2 separate regions of the Sus scrofa genome follow, and region 2 is linked to region 1. A link is a contact called in public HiChIP or PLAC-seq data. All regions are on one chromosome and are shown on one strand. The core of a region is the stretch at or near the end of the contact, and the rest is flanking DNA. Distances in the headings are between cores, read along the strand shown. Region 1 holds the start of CNDP1 (carnosine dipeptidase 1). Region 2 has its middle 55 kb from the start of C1H18orf63.

Region 1 (4,948 bases), core at 1,438-3,937:
TGTGGCTTTGCTCATGACGACCTTAAAGGCTGGAATGCTTTGGATGGTGAGAGGAGCAAAGGAGCCTGAAGGCAGGAAGACAGATGAGCAAAGTCCCCTTGTGGGTTTTCAGGAACTGGAGGCTCTTGAGACTGCCAGGAGGAAAATGTCTGCCCAGATTTAAAACTTGCTTTTCCCCTTGTTTGTGTTTACAGCTGCAATAGTTTTACTAGTAAACAAATTCTGCATTTTTATTTATTTATTTTTATTTTTTTTGGTTTGTTTTTTGTTGTTGCTATTTCTTGGGCCGCTCCCGCGGCATATGGAGGTTCCCAGGCTAGGGGTCGAATCGGAGCTGTAGCCACCGGCCTACACCAGAGCCACAGCATCGCGGGATCCGAGCCGCATCTGCAACCTACACCACAGCTCACGGCAACGCCGGATCGTTAACCCACTGAGCAAGGGCAGGGACCGAACCCGCAATCTCATGGTTCCTAGTCGGATTCATTAACCACTGTGCCACGACGGGAACTCCCAAATTCTGCATTTTTAATACAGTGTTGAAATAGAACTAGTTAATTAGTGAAAAATCAACTACTGTTGGAGTCCTTCAAGACTATGCAAGTAATTATTCACTAAACGTCGCCTGGATCAGATTCTGTTCTGTGCCAGGCATGCTAGGCTTATGGGGACCTGGGACACAGGAAGACACAGTCTGGGCCTTCATGTAGCTTTTGTTCAAGAGAGTCAGATGGATAATTGTTAAGTAAACAAGTAGTAGGGTATTAGTGACAGGAGACCAAAAGGCAGACTGTACTGGGTCAGCTAATGGTGCCCAAAACCACGTCCTCCTGGAACCTCCAAATTTGCCTTACTTGGAGGTAGGGTCTTTGTAGATATAATTAGTTAAAATCAGGTCACACTGGTTGGGTGGTCCCTAAGCCTAGTGTCCTTCTAAGAAGAGGCTGAGAGACACCTGGGGGAGGACAGGTGAAGACAGAGGCAGAGGGAGCAGGACTGCCCACTGCCCCAGGGTTGGGGGGAGCAGGAAGATCCTCCCCTGGAAACTTTCAGGGACTATAGCCCTCCTGACCCGTTGAGTCCTAACTTCTGGCCCCCAAAACTCTGAGCCTTTGAATTCCTGGTGTTTTGCCTACATCACCAAAGTCGCCTGTGGTAGTACTGCCAGGAGGAGGCCCAGCCTGGAGTTCCTCCTTCCCTTCGTCCCTTGGATCTTGTATCCAGTCAAGAAGGTGCTATAGCCCAAGCTTTGAAATCAAGTTTGTTGGTGAGCTTCAGCTTTATAAGACTTGAGAGAGGATCTAGGTAATTAAAGGTTTCTTGGAAGCTGACATGTTGTCTGGTGACATCTCCATTGTCCTACTGGACTGGTCCTGCCAGAACTCTGCCCTCCTCTCCCGACTCCCTAGCTCTGCTCCTCTCCAGCCTCCCCTGCTGCCTTGAATCTGGGTCTCCCCACCTCTTAGGTCTACTGACCACACCTCTCCCCTCCCCCTCTCCATTGTTCTGCTGCTTGAACTCTCTGATTCCAGCTCTTGTTTCCTAAGATGGGTCACTGCAGTATTTTAGATTTATCCTGTTAACACTCTTTATGCAAAAATCCCTCAAAAGAGATCGAAAAGAAGGAAAAGAGGGCAGAAGCTCTGGTCGGAGGTCAACTCAGGAATGTGGAGCTGGGGATGGACACCCTGCCCTCAAGACCAAAGACCTGGGTTTCATGGGTGAATTCAGTGGAACACACTCAGTGCTGATGCTGGTCTTATTGTTTACTACTCTTCTCTCTCTCATTCTGAGGCTGTGGGGGCCCATCTGCAAGAGAAACAGCAGGAGTCTCTGGCTGGTTCGTTCACCACTTTTCTGGGTGTTTGTCATCATGCTGCTGATGGTTCCAGATGACAGAGGCTTGGGAAACACTGAGCTGCTGTTAGGAGAGGCCCAGGGCCCTGGCCAGAGCAGAGGGAGGAACACAGATGGAAGAGTCCTTGGGTGACACGGCTTCCCTACAGCCCAGCTTTCCCCCACAGGGCTGGTACAACCTTCTGCTGCCTCCTCTGCAGGCCCAGGACTGCAGGCAGCCAAGAATGCCCCTGGCCATCAGGCGGGGTCTTTGCCACCAGGGATCTGTCCAGCCTGGGCCTGGAAGGGCCAGCAGGTGCCTCGGGAACAGGACGGTGGCACATGGCCGTGCCTCTGGCCAGCGACCCCAGTCCTCCTCCAACCCCTGCTTCTCCTGGCCTCTGCCCTCTGCAGCTCTGCACACCTGTCCCCAGCCACCCATGCGGTGTGCAGAGTCACTTCTGCTTCTGGGACTGAGGCCCAGCCAAGCTCTTCTTTGGGGTTGACTCTCCTGTCACCTCCAGCCAGTGGATGCTGGAGAAGCTGGGGGTTCTGGGGAGTTTCTGGGGAATTCTGCTCCTTGGCCCTGGCTGGTGTCCAGGCTACCCTTGGAAAGCCACTCCCTCACCAGCTGGAGGAATTAGCTAGTCTCTGCAGGAGTCGCTGGACTCAGTTCAGCGCCTGCAGCGGAATTAACACAATCCAGAAAAGCCCTTTTTTTTTTTTTTGGTTTGGAATATTTATTCCTGTCATAGTGAGATAAACAAAGCTAATAAAAGATTTTTTTCCCCTGAATTGTAAAATTCATCACAGCGGACAAGGGCAGAGCAACCTCTGTAAAACAATCACCTGGGACTCTAGAAGACTTGGGTAAGTAGAGTTCTTGGCACCTGGTAGTTAAGTTTCTTATGGATGGAAGAGGGTCTGCCTGATGCACCATTGTGTGTCTGCAGAGAGCTGCCCTGCCTGGGCCATGGGGGTGGGAGGCAAGAATCCTTTCACTTTCTGTGCTTTATTCAATGTCAGAAACTAATACCAACTGCAAACAAGGCAGGAGTGGGTTTTATCATTAGCTGACCCCACTCCAGCCTCCTTTTGAGATGCCTGCTGTTTTCAGGGCAGGAGACAGAAGTGTCATTGGATGAGGTGGCCAGTGGGGACTTCAAGGCCACTGACTGTCAGCTGAGCTCTCAGATCCTCTCACTTTCTCCAATGGTGGTTGGAGCAGGGAGAGAACAGAGAACACTGAGGCCTCCCCTCCTGGCTACACCACAGAGGTGTGGTCGTGACTTTGAGAAGTGTTTACATTTAAATAAGACTCAGCACAGGGGCCCTTGGAACTTCTGCTGCCAATCTAAGAACAACTGGCTGGAATTAACAGGAGGCTCCAAGGAGCTATCTATCCCGGTTTCCTCTGGGTCCTGCAACACAGGGATGGGCCACCTGGCCCTCCAGGAAGACACTAAGACCTGTGTTTGCAGCTCTGCTCCCTGACCCCCACCCTCACCTTCCCCAGCAACTTGCTCCTTTCAGCCAAGGCCAAGGCCAGGAACACCCTTTCCAAATCCCTAGGTTTCTATGGGTGATTTGTTCAGGTCAAGCATGAATGACTAGAACACAAGAGAACAAAGAGAAAGATGAAGGAAAAACTCCAGGGGTGAGGGGTGATGGGGGGGTGCAGGCCAGTGGGCAGGGCTTCACCCCCAGGAACAAGCCATTGTAGGAGAAAATGTCCCAATAAAATGTAGAAAGGAGAGACTCCAGCCATGATGACTAAGCAAAGTCTAGCCAACTGCCCCAACCAGTCCTCCCCCATGCATCTGCTTCCGCATCTACTACCTTGCCTGACGTCACTCCAGTCCAACTAGTCAAGCTTGGACCTGGAAGGCGTAGCCCATAAAAGCCTTGTGAAACCCTTCTTCCGGGCTCAGACTCTGGAGAGCGATCTTGTCTGAGCATGCCTGCGTAATAAACCTGAGTTCTCCAACTCTGAGTGCTCGCTTGGTCTCTTGCCGGGTAAAAGAGCTGATCCACTACGGCCACAGAGCTACTGGAGCTGGTACGGGGCTGTCGCCAGAGCTGATACGCTGCAGCACAGGGCTGCTGGGTATGTGCCGTAACACCATAAGAAGCTCCACCCTCCAGTGCCCTTCCCTCAGGAAGAATGGTCAGACCTCACAACCTAAGTTTTCCTTCCCCTCCTGTGGCTTCCTTTTCCCCTTCAGATTTTCCTTTCATATATCATTGAAGAGGTGCACCAAATCATTTTTTTTTTTTGTCTTTTGTCTTTGTTGTTGTTGTTGTTGTTGCTACTTCTTGGGCCGCTCCCGCGGCATATGGAGGTTCCCAGGCTAGGGGTTGAATCGGAGCTGTAGCCACCGGCCTACGCCAGAGCTACAGCAACGCGGGATCCGAGCCGCGTCTGCAACCTACACCACAGCTGACGGCAACGCCGGATCCTTAACCCACTGAGCAAGGGCAGGGACCGAACCCGCAACCTCATGGTTCCTAGTCGGATTCATTAACCATTGCGCCACGACGGGAACTCCCCAAATCATTTTTTAATGGAAGCTGAATGAATGAAAAATAAAAATAACAGCTCACATACTAATTTAAATAGATCAGCAGCAAAAAGTAGCCAGAACTTCCTGGTCCTGCCGCCATGGGTCTGAAGGAGCCATTTCCTCCTGGTTGGCAGCAGCTCTGGCTCCTGGCTCTGCCCCACCCAACCTGGTCAGGTCTGGCCTCACTCCCAGCAGAAGGTGAAATTGGTAGCCATGGAGGGAGATGCTGAGCAGCTCGTTGGCGCCATCTGCTGGACTAAGTGCTTAATGCACGCACCAAGGCGTGTGGCTCATCAGACCCTGATTCACCCCCTCCTTAGCTTCCTTTATAGACATTTCTCATACTCAAGAATATATTTATATTTTTGAATGGGTGCCTAGATTTATGATTATTATCTTTATGACAACTCTGTTGCAATATAATTCACACATTTTACAATCCACCCACCTAAAGTGTGCAACTCAAAAGTTTTTAGCATATTCAGAATTGAACAGTCACTGCCACAATCAACTTAAGAACATTCTCATCATCTAGGAAGAGCTCCCAA
Region 2 (5,164 bases), core at 2,215-4,714, 120 kb before region 1:
AAGAGCTAACACCTCTCCTTCTGAAACTGTTTCAAAAAATTGCAGAGGAAGGGATACTCCCAAACTCATTCTATGAGGCCACTGTCACCCTGGTACCAAAACCAGACAAAGACACCACAAAAAAAGAAAACTACAGGCCAATATCACTGATAAACATCGATGCAAAAATCCTCAACAAAATACTAGCAAACCACATCCAACAATACATTAAAAGGATTGTACATCATGATCAAGAGGGATTTATCCCAGGGATGCAAGGGTTCTTCAATATCCACAAATCCATCAGTGTGATACACCACATTAACAAACTGAAGAATAAAAATCACATGATCCTCTCAATAGACGCAGAAAAAGCCTTTGACAAAATCCAACACCCATTTCTGATAAAAACCCTTCAGAAAGTGGACATAACGGGAACCTACCTCAACATGATAAAGGCCATGTACGACAAACCCACAGCGAACATCATTCTCAATGGTGAAAAGCTGAACAAATTCCCACTGATATCAGGAACAAGACAAGGATGGCCACTCTCACCACTACTCTTCAACATAGTTCTGGAAGTCCTAGCCACAGCAATCAGAGAAGTAAAAGAAATAAAAGGAATCCAAATTGGAAAGGAAGAAGTAAAACTATCGCTATTTGCAGATGACATGATACTATACCTAGAGAATCCTAAAGACTCTACCAGAAAACTGTTAGAGCTTATCCACGAATTTGGCAAAGTCACAGGATACAAAATTAATACACAGAAATTGACTGCATGGCTATATACTGACAATGAAAGATCAGAAAGAGAAATCAGGGAAGCAATCCCGTTTACCATCGCATCCAAAAGAATAAAATACCTAGGAGTAAACCTACCTAAAGAAACAAAAGACCTGTACTCTGAAAACTACAAGCCACTGATGAAAGAAATCAAAGATGACACAAAGAGATGGAAAGATATACCATGCTCGTGGATTGGAAGAGTTAATATTATCAAAATGACTATACTACCCAAGGCAATATTCAGATTCAATGCAATCCCTATCAAATTACCAAGGACATTTTTCACAGAACTTGAACAAAATATTTTGAAGTTTGTTTGAAAGTACAAAAGACCCAGAATAGCCAAAGACATCCTGAAAAAGAAAAATGGAGCTGGAGGAATCAGGCTCCCAGACTTCAGACTATACTACAAAGCAACAGTCATCAAAACTGCATGGTACTGGTACAAAGACAGACATATAGATCAGTGGAACAGGATAGAAAGGCCAGAATTAAACACATGCACTTACAGCCAACTAATCTATGACAAAGGAAGCAAGACTATACAATGGAGAAAGGACAGCTTGTTCAATAAGTGGTGCTGGGAAAACTGGACAGCCACATGGAAAAGAATGAAATTGGAACACTCCCTAACACCATACACAAAATTAAACTCCAAATGGATTAAAAGACCTATATATAAGACCAGACACTATCAAACTCTTAGAGGAAAACATAGGCCAAACCCACTCTGACATAAACGACAGCAACATCTTCTCAGATCCACCTGTCAAAGTATTGACAATAAAAAGAAAAATAAACAAATGGGACCTACTCAAACTTCAAAGATTCTGCACAGCAAAGGAAACCCTAAACAACACAAAAAGACAACCCATAGAATGGGAGAAAATCTTTGCAAGTGAATTGACTGACACAGGATTAATCTCCAAAATTTATAAACAACTTCTGCAGCTCCATACCAAAAAAACAAACAACCCCATCAAAAAATGGGCAGAAGATCTAAACAGACAATTCTCCAAAGAAGACATACAGATGGCCGAGAAACACATGAAAAGATGTTCAGCGTCACTCATTATTAGAGAAATGCAAATCAAAACCACAATGAGGTAGCACCTTACGCCAGCCAGAATGGCCATCATCCAAAAGTCTACAAACAAGAAGTGCTGGAGAGGGTACGGAGAAAAAGGAACCTTAGTACACTGTTGGTGGGATTGTAAATTGGTGCAACCACTGTGGAAAGCAGTATGGAGATTCCTCAGAAAACTAAAAATAGAACTACCATTTGATCCAGCAGTCCCACTCCTGGGGCATCTATCCAGAGAAAACCATGACTGGAAAAGACACATGAACTCCAGTGTTCATTGCAGCACTATTTACAATAGCCAAGACGTGGAAACAACCTAAATGTCCATCGACAGAGGAGTGGATCCAGAAGATGTGGTACATATACACAATGGAAGATTACTCATCCATCAAAAAGAACGGAATACCAGCATTTTTAGCAACATGGATGGACCTAGACACTATCATGCTAAGTGAAGTCAGCCATACAATGAGACACCAACATCAAATGCTTTCACTGACATATGGAATCTGAAGAAAGGACAGACAGAACTTCTTTTCAGAACAGATGCTGACTCACAGACATTGAAAAAACTTAATGGTCTCCAGAGGAGACAGTTTTGGGGGTGGGGGATGTGCTTGGGCTGTGGGATGGAAATCCTGTGAAATCAGATTGTTATGATCATTATACAACGACAGATGTGATAAATTCATTTGAGTAATAAAAAAAATGGAAAAAAAATTACAGCAGGGGAGTGGGATGGACTGGGAGTTTGGGTTTAGTAGATGCAAACTATTAACTTTAGAATGGATAAGCAATGTGGTCCTACTGTACAGCACAAGGAACTATATCCAATCTCCTGGGAGAAGAATATAAGAAAAAGAATGTATACATATACATATATATATATATATATATATATATATGTATGTATTTATGACTGTGTCACTTTGCTATACAGCAGAAATTGCACAATATTGCAAATCAACTACACTTTAACAAAAATTTTTTAAAAATCACAGCATATCCACAAAATGGAAGGTTTTAAAAATTACTTTTGGGGGTCATAATTTACATAGACAAAAGCAATATACGAAAAACATACACTTGAATTTTGAAAAGGAAAATATTCATCTATATTCCATGTGCAAAAACTTATGAAAGAAAATGCATCAGAACATTACCAAAAAAAGACATTATCAGTGGTTACGCTGTGTATTGTTTGGGGAGATCCATTTCTTTATATACATTTTTAAATGCCCAAATTGTCCATAATAAACATGAATTATTTATATTGTGGAAAAGACAATTCATGTTATTTTAGAAAATAGAAAAAAAGGAAAAAAATAGATGGAATAAGACACAGCATTTTCTCTTTCGGCCAGACAGCCATTTCCATTTGCTTGCTCTATGCAAAAAATATCATGGGAGTGATACTATTTAAATTTAGGTTAATTCCACTTTGGTTTTCCTTTATTATTCTTATCTGTTTCACCTTCTTCATGACATTAGACATGTTTCATTCGAACATGTGCCAAGTTATTGCTTATGCTCTTTCTAGGGCATTAGGCAATCACCCAGATCCTTCTAAATAGTCCTTCCAAAGAATCATGACAGGAACACTGCCAGAGAACTTCACCCAGTACTTCTCATGACAGGAAGATGATGAAATGGGAGGGCCCCGAAGCCTTATAGGGAGTCCCAGTAACTCATTTAATTGAGAAATTGTAGTTTCAAGTAGTAGAAACCACAAGAGCAGATCGGCTTTCTCAATCGTGAATATTTATGTAACTGCTGGAGCCAGGGTAAGTATATGCTTCCCAGGAACCACATGGATCCCCAAAGAGAATTCAGGGCCATTGTTAAACTGGAAGAATAAGTGGATGCTGGGGAAAAAACCAATGTTGACTGAAAGCTGTAATCCCCAAGTCATGACCTCATTGACTTGTAACCACAAACCTGGTGGTCATATTTCTACTAAAATAGGTTTTCACTCATTTGTCAAATATTTAGTTTGCTCCTACTATGTTCCAGGAATTGTGTTAGTGGCCAGATATACAATATCAGATGTAGAAGACTTCATCTAGTCTCCCCCAAGCAGTCAGGAAAAAGAGGCAATTAAATGGGTGATAAAGAGATGTTAAATGCTACCACAAAGGAAGTACAATGAGCTATAGTAGAAGCTATCTATAGCAGCAGCAGGGCTTCCAGAAAGAAGAGAAGTTTAAGGTAGGATTTTTCCATGTGTGGAAGCTAATAATGTGGCCTGGAGGTAAAAGAGTGGTCTAGGAACATGTCTGAAAAGACCCAGAGGAAGGTATGATAACTCTAAGAAACTCAAGAAGATCAGTGAGGCTGGAATGCAAGGAGGAAGTAATGAGAGATGCTGCTGAACAGAAGAAATAGAAGATCTGGGGTGAGAGGAAGGCAAGACTGGATATGGAGATCTGTTAGGAGGCTGAGATAGCATGATGGAGAGAAGTAAACTAAGAAATATTTAGGAAGTAGAACTGACGGGACTTAGTGATTAACAAATGTGGTGTAAGCTTAGAATACTGATGCTAGGTCTTTCTCTTTTCTAATATAATGTCCCTCAAAGCACTGATTTAGCTGCATCTCATAATTTTGACTTGTGATTTCATCTTTTTCAGTTTAAAATACTTCCATATTTCTATTTAGAAGTTTAATTTCCAAATATTTATGATGTTTTCAGATGTTTTTCTGTTATTGCTTTCTAGTAATTCTGCTATGGTCATTTATTTTAAATTTACTTAGACTTGTTTTCTAGACTGGTAATTGGTGTATGTACTGAGCCACCCAAAGCCCAGTCAATTCTTTTCCCTTTTTATGTGGCCATACCTTGCCATTCTGACTTTTCCTTCTTTCTCTTTTTTCTTTTTCAATGGTCTCTCCTCTAGTGCAGAGAAGTGAAGAGAAGGTCAGGCCTGCATGGATTTCTTGCAGACTGGGGATCTTTTCTCAACATTGCCTTTGAGGAACAATGCATTAACATCACAAAAGTAAGCAATAATTTTAACATTGGCACATTGAAGTGTAAATCCATATTTGGGAAAGAAAATTACTCTAAAGAAGCACAATCTGCAGAAAAGTGACTCTAACCACAATAATTATACCCTTTATATTATTATGCAGAGGAGTTTAGCTCCTTGGAGCCAGAGCCACATGGTTTCAAATATCACCTTCCTAGAAGAGGGTATTTCTCCATTGGGTGGCTTCCCAGAAAAAAAGACATTTAACTTCAAAGGCAAATTCAACGTCTTATCTCTTGAGAGGCAGGAAATTGCAGGTTTTTTCTATTTTCTCTTCATC

Evidence for each region. HiChIP or PLAC-seq counts read pairs in DNA pulled down with a chosen protein or histone mark.
Region 2: a contact with region 1 is called in an H3K27ac HiChIP or PLAC-seq map of alveolar macrophages. The contact joins the enhancer-like site here to the promoter of CNDP1 in region 1.

The regions. Positions count from the first base shown.
Region 1 is chr1:149,549,751-149,554,698 of Sscrofa11.1, reverse strand. CNDP1 (carnosine dipeptidase 1) reads left to right here and starts at 2,687. Exons shown (of 12, transcript NM_001290324.1): 1 at 2,687-2,706.
Region 2 is chr1:149,668,316-149,673,479 of Sscrofa11.1, reverse strand. No RefSeq gene overlaps it. Among named protein-coding and RNA genes, the nearest start is that of C1H18orf63, 55 kb to the left of the region's middle. Within about 2 kb of position 3,464, at least 6 of the 83 cell types and tissues checked have an H3K27ac peak or open chromatin away from gene starts, as enhancers often do. A contact at or near this core is called in alveolar macrophages, where this site is marked.